Linked DNA regions of Mus musculus: region 1 is linked to region 2. Evidence: chromatin contacts called from public targeted proximity ligation data. All regions are on one chromosome and are shown on one strand. The core of a region is the stretch at or near the end of the contact, and the rest is flanking DNA. Distances in the headings are between cores, read along the strand shown.

Evidence for each region.
Region 1: a contact with region 2 is called in a targeted proximity ligation map of extraembryonic endoderm stem cells. A contact is called at or near these places in 1 of 39 promoter capture datasets (pre-B cells), 5 of 130 datasets of targeted methods (astrocytes, epiblast stem cells, extraembryonic endoderm stem cells and 2 more) and 1 of 9 other capture datasets (adipose tissue).

The regions. Positions count from the first base shown.
Region 1 is chr19:24,163,223-24,168,060 of GRCm38.p6, forward strand. The region is part of intron 2 of Tjp2 (tight junction protein 2); the gene reads right to left. Among named protein-coding and RNA genes, the nearest start is that of Tjp2, 59 kb to the right of the region's middle.
Region 2 is chr19:23,131,647-23,136,571 of GRCm38.p6, forward strand. 2410080I02Rik (a long non-coding RNA gene) reads left to right here and starts at 2,852. Exons shown (of 2, transcript XR_386610.3): 1 at 2,852-3,308; 2 at 3,713-4,925.

The DNA of each region.
Region 1 (4,838 bases), core at 2,144-4,643, 1.0 Mb after region 2:
GTGACTAGATGGCACAACACAGAACAAGTACTAATGAGTCATATATTTAAAATATTAAATTTAATATTATACTTTACCACAATAAAATACCCTTACTTTCAGCACCAAATCCAAAAAAAAAAAAAAATTAAGCCTTTTATTTGAAAAGTAAACACAAATCTATATATAAATACTTCACCAAACACCATAAACATGGCAATCTAGAAAATGTTTGAAAATGACTCTGTAGACTGTAGAGGGCAGATCTTTCCTGGATCCTTCTGTTGCTTTGGTAAATTCTTTCTGTATGGAAACATTCCAGACAAACTGTTTTAAACTCCAGTTCTTAAGAAGGCTCAGAGTATCTTTCTTTCCCTCTCCAACCACTCCCTCCTAGAGTCAGCTGCCAAGCTGGGCATTTGAGCAGTGTATCCAACTAATACGCCTCCCAGACTTTAGATTAAAACCTTCACTTTAGGCCAGGTTGCCTTTAATCCCAGCACTCTGGAAGCAGAGGCAGGCAGATCTCTGAGTTCGTGGTCTACAGAGTGATTTCCAGAACAGCCAAAGCACACAGGAAAACTCTATCTTAGAAAAAACAAACACATAGGCTTCGCTTAGGGCTGTAGCTCTGAGGTTAGAACGCTTGCCTAACAGGAACAGAGGCCTGAGTTTTTCCCAGCAGCCCAAAAAGGAAAGAAAATAAATCCTGACACAGGCCATATGCAACTCTGGACCACCTGGGGGCCTCTTACTTTCCAAGAGTCTCCAGCAGCCTGATTTGCCCCGGTAACAATAACACTAGGAGGAAAGAAACAAACGTTTTCAGTTTCATACCTGGGAAATTTCAGGGAGTGTCTAAGATGCCACAAATCTCTCTCCCCTCTTAAAACTCACCCAGACACTAACCAGAGCAGCCTGAGGCTGGAGAAGTGCCTTCCTGGAGGACATGCTCAGAAGTGCTGGACTCCAGCTGAAGCAACGGAGAGCAAGCACTTTCACAGGAGTCCCTGAATGAGGAAGTTCCTCTCGCAACCATCAATCAGAAGTCTGGTTTCTAGCCTGGCTGGAAGGGGAGCCAGAAGAGGCTCCCAACTGCAGCCTGGGGCCCCTTCTGTGCTCATCCCTGCAAAAGTTCACCCTGGGGGGAAAGTCTATGGCAAAAGGCAAGGGTGTGTGGGAGGCTTCCCCCTCCCAGGGGACGCCACCCTCCCCCGGGACGCCACCCTCCCCCACAAGCAGCTTTGCCTGGAAAAGGTGGAGAAAAGAATGAAAATGGATTCTCAAGAAGCCCTCCAAGAAAGCTGGAGTGGGGCTGGAGGGAGGAAGGCTTACTGCTCTTTAGAGGACCCTCCTTCCGTTCCCAGGAGCCACAGCAGGCGGCTCACAACTGCTTAGAACTCCAGTCCAGGGGGTGATTCAGAGTGCTTCCTCTTCTGCTGAATTCAGTTCCCAGCACCCCATCAGGGGGCTCACAATTGCCTGTAAGCCCAGCTCCAGGGAATCTGACAACAGGCCTCCAGGGATATGTGGGTGCACACATACACATTAAAAATAAACCGGGGGCTGGTGAGATGGCTCAGCAGGTAAGAGCACCCGACTGCTCTTCCAAAGGTCCTGAGTTCAAATCCCAGCAACCACATGGTGGCTCACAACCATCCGTAATGAGATCTGACGCCCTCTTCTGGAGTGTCTGAAGACAGCTACAGTGTACTTACATATAATAAATAAATAAATCTTTAAAAAAAATAATAAACCAAACTTATTTTTAAATAATAAGGGTTGGAAAGACTCCCCAGTGGATAAGAGCACTTGCTGCTCTTACAGAGAACCTGGGTTCATTTTCTAGGACCCACGGGGCAGCTCACAACTGAAGGGACTCTAGCTACCTTGAGTTGGCCAGCATGACTCTAGCAGACCTGGCCCTTCTCCTCCATTCCCTCTGCCTCGCTTAAAAACAACAACAAAAACAAACAAACAAACACACCAAACTGCTATCCATTCCAAAGGCTAACCCCCCATGGTCTATTTCCTTATTGCTAATTCCTATTCCAGAAACTGACTACCAAGGTCCAGCTGTAAAGTCTAGCAATCAAAAGCTCCCTTCAGGCACCTAATTAACATGCACAATTAAAATTAAACACTTCATCTCAGCACAGGGTTTCCCATTTCACCTTTATAAACCATCATTTGCCTGTCCCCTCTCCATCCAGAGGCAGCCCTTTATCCCATTCCAAGACAAATAACCCTCTTCTTTCTTTTCTCTCCGTTCTCCCTCTTCCTCTGGCTCCTGTCTCATCCCTTAACCCTGACCTCTGTCCCTCCAGAGCAAATACATCTCCTTTGTGCTAAGCGCACATTTTTCCTTTTAACAAGTCTGTGTCTATAAACTGGGCATGGTGGTGCACATCTTTAATCCCAGTCAGGAGGATCTCACCTAGTCTACATAGTGAGCTCCAGGACACACAGCCAGACCTAATATACAGATGGAGGAAAAAGGAAGTCTCTAGCTCCGGCTCCAGGGATGTGAGATTCTTGTCTGGCCTCTGAGAGTATAAGGCGCAAACAACCACCGAGTACACAGACATACAAGACGGCAAAACACCATACATATAGAGAAAAAAATAATTCCAGAAAAAAATTAAAATAAAATCTGGAAAAGGGAGGAGAAGACAGTCGCTACTGGCTTGAGGGAAGAGAACCCTGTGGCTCTGGCTAGTACATTATTCAAGCTGCAACTTAATAACAGATCTTTCCATTGCTCTGTGAGCTAAGCAACTACCAGGCTCCCTGGGACCTTTGCCGTTAAACAGTATGTCTTTTTAAAAACGTCTTTCTGAAAGAATCCAATGGATGCCTTTTTAAAAGAAAAAAAATAAGAAAATAACACACACATATAGCTGAAAGAGCAAGTAATTTGGAATATCTTGCTCCAAACTCCTTAGAATGTTCTCTAAGCTTTACACTCGAGCACTGAGAGCCCCCAGGAAGTTAGGGGCCACAGATGACTTTATTAGCCATCTAAACTAAGCAGAGCTGAGGTCTGCAACTCACATAAAGTGGCCAGTTAATTAGCGCTGCAGTTTCTGCTGCTTCTGGGCCTAAGTTCTGCAACACAGTAACAATTTTAATGGAGACCAACCTGAGCTAAACACAGCCCCATCTCAACAACAGCACACTGAGAGGTCCAGAAGCAATTCTACACTTTTTTTGGTTAAGACTTTTTAGTTCATCCAACTATCATCCATTCGCTACAGAAATATGAGGAATTCTCTCAATTAAGTTCGCCACTAGTCTGAGTCATGCTAGCTCATGCCTTCCCAAATCGAGTCAATCTGATAAGTACACAGTGACTTCGTCTGATGCCCTGCCCCGAGAGCCCTTGTGCCTACCACTCTGACTCACACAAGGGCAGGGCTCACAGCTAATGGGAAGTGACTGGCGGTATGCAGTGGCCGGAGGAAACAGGGGCAGGTGTACACCAGCCAATCCCACACAGCCGAGCAGCTGACTCCTCACTGAAGAGGGCTAAAGAGGAAGAAGCCTGCTCCTCGGTCGGAAACTGAGCTCACCAGGAAGTCCTTTAGTTTTGCTAAGAACCTCCCTCACTAATCTCATCGATTCTACTCCGCTGAATCCTCCGGAGACTGAGAGTGGCCGGTGACGTGAAGGTGTTGTCTCCGAGCTACAGGGATGACTCTCCTGGGTGAAACCCCACCCACCCAGGTTCTCAGGTGCGCCTGCTATCCTTGTAAGGCAAAAAGAAGAAACTGAACTTGAGCCAAGTGGGTAGGATCAGCTCTCAGATCATGTAAACAAATTGCTATAGTCGGACATTAAAGCAATGAGGCCGGCTGACAAATTTCTTTTTCCTTCCTCCTGAGAACAAAGGCCCTAGAAGCTCCAAGCCCTAGAAGGAACAAATACTACTAGAAAGCATTAGACCTTAAAAACTTTTGGTCCTGCAGGGGAGCTCCTTAGGCAGGGAGGTAAACACACACACACACACACACACCCCTGCGGGGAAGACGACTCTCAAGCAAAAAGACCTGCTTGGAAGACATTTCTGCCACCTGAAGCTGCAAAGGACCCTCCAATCTGCTGAGCTGCCTGCAGGCTGTCCAGTGTGGTCCAGGTTCCCAGCCTTTGTGAGCTGTCACCCATGCCGGGGTGAACTTTGGCGATAAGAGTTATTCTGGGGTGATCTGTGCTCATCCATATGGGATCATTTCTATTCCTGAATTCAGATTCCTGTAGGGAACCCCAATAAAACTCACTGGGTCGCCAAGCTGGACTTTGGTGGTATCCTTACCACTAAAAATTGGGTGTATCATGGGTTCCCAATCTGGGATTGAGTGTTTTGTCCACCCCGTAAAATAAAAAATTAAGTCACACAACACCTGGCTCGCCTTACCTTCAACTCAAGGAACTAAAGTTTCTCTATCACGATCCACGTTTTCCTTTGTTAGGATGGCAAAAATGTAACTGGACTTTGAGACTGGTGTACAGTCTAAAAACTTACCACCAAAAAAAGCTACAAACCTGGTCTGGACAGGTGTCTCAGCAGTTAAAAGCACTAGCTGTTCTTGCCAAGGACCAGGGTTTGATTCCCAGAACTTCATTCTCTGCTCACAATCACCTGTCAGCCCAGACCCAGAGGATCTGCCAAGCCTCTTCTGGCCTCCAAGGGACAACAGGTACCCATTGTTGTGCAATATAAGTGCAGGCATATAATAAAATAATTTTAACTCTAATAAGTACCTGGCACAGCAGGTACTTAGGATATTCCAGGCCCTGGGTTCCACCCACAGCTTCCTGAAGCAACAAAGGGGACGGGAGGTGTTCATTCAGAGATGTGT
Region 2 (4,925 bases), core at 1,602-4,101:
GAGGGAGCTTAATCTACATGGCTCCCATCCTTGCTGGGTAAAGGTTTTCCTGGTGTGACCTGTTGGAGAGGGAAGAGCTCTGAAGCCCCTGTAAGAATCTACTTACTTCTGCTTTATAAGGAAGCCCAATACCCTTCTTTGGTGTATTTAGAGTGAAGTCAGGCAGAAGCCTGTCTTGGTTTGTCAGGGTCTTAGAAGGGAACCTGTAGGTAGACAAGCGTGGCTTCTAGGGACTGACCTATTGTCCTCTGGCTCCTTCAGCAAGCACAAAGCATAAGGAAAGCTCTGAAAAGGGACATGAACCTCGAACTCCCAGATTAAATGATATTCTCATGTGTGACCAATTTATCGATCTTGGCATATTCTACCATCTCACAATGGGGATTAAACTTCAATACATGAAACCTTGGGATCAAACAATATCCTACCCATTGCAATAGACAATGGGGAGGCACCCTGGGGAGGCATCCTGGTGCCCTGTGTGAAATGCAAATGGGTCTCTAAGGGACAGAAGTGTGGGCAGCACCTGAACAGAAAGACAGCAAGGCAGGGCAGTAGGTGGAAGGTGAGGTGTTTTGTCAAATTTGCCTTTCTTTTCTCAGTGAAATAAGCAGCAGGGGTTTTGGCTCAGAGTGTGTTTGGAACCAGGAGGGTGTCTGAGGACAGAAGGTGCAATCTAGTTATTTCAGAGTGTGGGAAAGGAAAGTCCCTGGGGATATGCAAAGGGACAGTGTTGTGAGCCCACTAGAGACCATAAATTTAGAGTGGTAACAGTTGGCCTCGATATTTTAGTCCAGCATGGCAGGTTGGAGAGAAACTGCGTCTTGCCAGGAAGTTCCAGGAACCAGGTGAGGGGTGCATGCATAGAGACTATGATGTCACAGCTAGGTAGGAGGGACGTAAGAACAAGATTGAGCATTGAAAAAGGAGATTGGAGGCCACAACCAAGTTGAAGAATTGTTCTGAAAGAAGTGTTAGTTGGTGTCTTAGTCAGGGTTTCTATTCCTTCACAAAACATCATGACCAAGAAGCCAGTTGGGGAGGAAAGGGTTTATTCAGCTTACACTTCCACATTGCTGTTCATCACCAAAGGAAGTCAGGACTGGAACTCAAGTAGGTCAAGAAGCAGGGGCCTATGCAGAGGCCATAGAGGAATGTTACTTACTGGCTTGCTTCCCCCTGCTTTCTTAGCTTGCTCTCTTATAGAACCCAAGACTACCAGTCCAGGAATGGCACCACCCACAAGGGGCTAGGCCCCTCCCCCTCTGATCACTAATGGAGAAAATGCCTTACAGCTGGATCTCATGGAGGCATTTCCTCAAGGGAGGTTCCTTTCTCTGTGATAACTCCAGCCTGTGTCAAGTTGACACACAAAACCAGCCAGTACGGCTGGGAAGTACGGTGCAAGGCTAAGAGTTCAGAAATGGAGGTAGTTTCTGGTGTTGCAAAGGTCTAGGGTACCCAAATAACAATGGAGTGTTTCAGGGTTGAGAATCTCAGATGGGCAATTTGCCTACCTGAATGCTAACCCCACTAACAGTGTTAACAGCTGGGAGGGAAGGCTGTTAAGTGTGTGGGACTTTCAGAGCATGAAGGTGAGCGAAAGTCAGAAGACTTTCACAAGGCGCCGGGTGGAGCTAGCTTAGCCTGGGGGCAAGGTCTAAAGCTGCAGAGGGAGGGAAAGGAAGAGGCAACTCACAGCGAACAACACTAATGCTAACAGGTGCTAAATTCCACTCCAGAGGCCTCATAAACTTCGTCCTCTCCTTGGGGGGCTAAGAGGCCACCCAGGGTAAAGGATTTATTCAGGGTCCTGGGCTGGGAAGGAAACGAGAAACAACCAGACCTTTTATTTCCCTTTCTCTGTTTCCTAAATGCCAACAGTGTTTTGGATATTTAAAAGGACACTTAAAATGCCCTTGTTGTTTCTGCCTTTGAACGACCAGTGCCGCTCAAGGACAGGGCGGTGGTAACCATGGCAGTGAGCAGAGGGTGGTGAAGAGGTGGTTTTTAAAATGGGGTGAACCTCAGACAGGCGGCAAACAGAGCTGGAACCTCTTGTCTTCCTTGGGGCCCTTTGTTCATTCAGCTTAACTGTAAGGAAAAGCTGAATTCTTCCCTGCAGGGAGGCAAGCTTAAAAAGAGAAGGGTTTGCCTCTCTCGAGGTGTGTCCCTGGGAATAGATTTCGGGGGGTGGGGGAGCACTAGGAAAATTTGGGGCAGCTGGCACAAACAGGGCACAAACAGGACAGTCTGGGATGGCAAAGAAACTAGCTGTCTTGCCTCCTGGGTACAGAGTTCTTAGGACCTGTCAGCTGTCTCGCCACCTCTCCCCAGACAGGTGGCCGCTCATGGGGGTGGCCTAGTATTCCAGCCAAAAAGGCTGCCAGGCCCAGCCTTTGCAGGAAGGTTTGGGGTGGGGGGAAGGGTAGAGGAGACAAGAGAAGGAGAGAGCTGACGCACTGCTGGATTAGGAGCTTTAAGAGCCTTCCCTTCCAGGACGAAGACGCGCCCCAAGCGGTCACAGGGCAGGGCAGGGCAGGGCAGGGTAGAACAGGGCAAACTGGAGGAGGCACATGGGCGCAGGAAAAGTCCCATGACTGCAGTGTTTTGCGGCAGGTTTCCCAGCTGCTGTAGGCAGAAGGGAGGCAGTCCCGGGTGATGGGCGAAGGGAGGGAGAGGGAAGAAGAGGGAAGTAAACAGGAGACCACGGAGAGAGCCAGTTCCCGGTGTTCAGAGAACACCAGCCGCCTCCGGTCCCGGTGGGTGGCTGTATGTGTGGAAATGAAACAGGGAGTGGGAGGGAGAGTGAAGAACAAGCATACACTTTTTTTTTTTTTTTTTTTTTTTGCCTGTCATCCACTCACCTCGTCTTCCCGACCCTGCAGCCCACGTCCCTACTGGGGTAGGGGTGGCAGGAGGTGGGAAGGAGATTGCTCGCCAGGCACCCACCCCTAAGTACAAGCAACTGTCGCTGAATCAGAACTGTCTCAGCCGCCTGTCACCTGCGCTCGCTCGGGAGGGGCACATGGCATCAGACTTGGGACTTGCGACGAGAGGGGGTGGAGGACCCAGCAACGGGCCAGAGCGTGGGGTGTCTCCGGGAACTGGGAAAAGCTGGGAGTGACTATCTCCAAACATCTAGGGGGACATCGGGGAGAATGGGTGGGACTAGGGGCTTAAGGGGACTTGGAAGCAGGGGGAGGGGATGACAGAGGGCGGGAGTGTCCTGCAGTGGGAAGCACCGGGGAACGGCGCCGGGGCTGAGGGGCGGCTGCTGCTGCCGCCAGTGCGCGGGGTTATGCGAGGTAACCGAGAGCCTGGAGGAGGAGGGAGGCGGCGTGGGCCGCGGGCCGGGGTGTCTGGCGCTCGTTGGACAAAGAGATGATGAAACGTGAGCGCTATATTTACCAAGGGGGTGGAGACGGGTGGGAGGGGGGTAAAAAGGACAAACTGTTCCACAACAACCACAGGAAACACAGCCCTTCTGACTCACCCAGAGGGCCGCGCCGACCCCAGCGCAGCCTTAGCCTCGAGGCAGAACCATACTCGGGGGGCGCCAGCACCCGGCCGAACCCTGGTGCTCTGGCTGGGGATGCATAGGCTTATAAATGAAAGGGACACCGGGTCGAAATACTGCTTGAGTGTGTGCATAGCTTTTGTGGGGTAGGGGAGGGCAAGGAACGACATTAATTTTTTTTTTCTTTTTAAGCCGGGTGGCTGGGTCATCGTAGGAAAGATGTGGCTGCAGTCGTGGAAAGCACGATTCCTGCAAAGTCATCTCCACTCGCACAGCCTGGCCGGCCAGCCCGCCCCGCCCAGGGACAGCAACACCAGCCACCCCACCTCTCTTTTCCTCCCCCACCCCCGCGCCTTGCACGCAGGGCCCAGAGTTGGGGTGCGGTATGGACTATGTTTAGAAGCTGATGTCATCGCGACACCCTACTCTGCAGTCTTCCCAGAGGGACCGCAGGGCAGGTTTTCCTGATCTTCGAGGATGTGGGGGTGGAAAGTGGCCTGCCTTCTCAGCACACCTCACACCCATGGTACCTCAGGGATTAAAAAAAAAAGAAAGAAAGAAACATCGCTAGAGTTACGAAACAGGGAGGCGCGCTCACGTGGAGCGTGCGAGCCCAGTGGCTAGCGCCCCAGGGGCCAGCAACCCTCCCTCGTGGCTCCACCTCCACCTCAGGTGTGGGGGGGCTAATGTCAAGGTTAGCTCACGTGGGCGCGGGCGCCCGGAGCTCCTTGCACGAGTTTGGGGCGGATTCCTCGTCCCCCAATCTAGGGCAGTTTGTTCAACTGCAGCAAAGAGAGCTTGATGTTCCAGCAGGGAAGGGATTTCTGAGAACTGGGACTGTCCTCAAATGAACCTGCCTCCTCCGGCTGCTGCGGCGGCGGCCGCCTGCGGAAGACTTTTTAAAAGGGCGATGCCAGGCCCAGACGCTCGGCGCGCAAGTGGCTGAACCGCCCGCCACTCTGCGGCCGGAGCCGAGCACCCGCCCCGAGCGCCACGCGGGGCTGCTCTGAGCTCAGGGGGCTGCCGGCTAAACTTATCCTCCTGCATATGCATGAACGGATGGCCTTTCCGCTCCGCAATGGAGAGGCCTGGGGTTTTGCGGTAGGCTGCTTAGTGGAGCAAGAGTAAAGTAGGGCGTCGTGGAAGTTTTCGCGCCGGAGCTCCCCGCCCCCTCCAGACACTGGGTGTTAACTCAACCTGGCTACAATCGGTTCGCCAGATCCGGCTTTATCGGATTGTTTCAAATCCAGGGACGTCGCTCTAGTGAAGAGCCCACCCCTTCATTCCTGTCTCTATTCTTCCTAAACTCACCACCTTTCAGCAAAACGAACACAGCTTTCCCCAGTAGGCCCTTTATGTGCTCTGGGTGAGATTCCCTAAAGCTGCTGAGCTCAGGCCGGGAAAG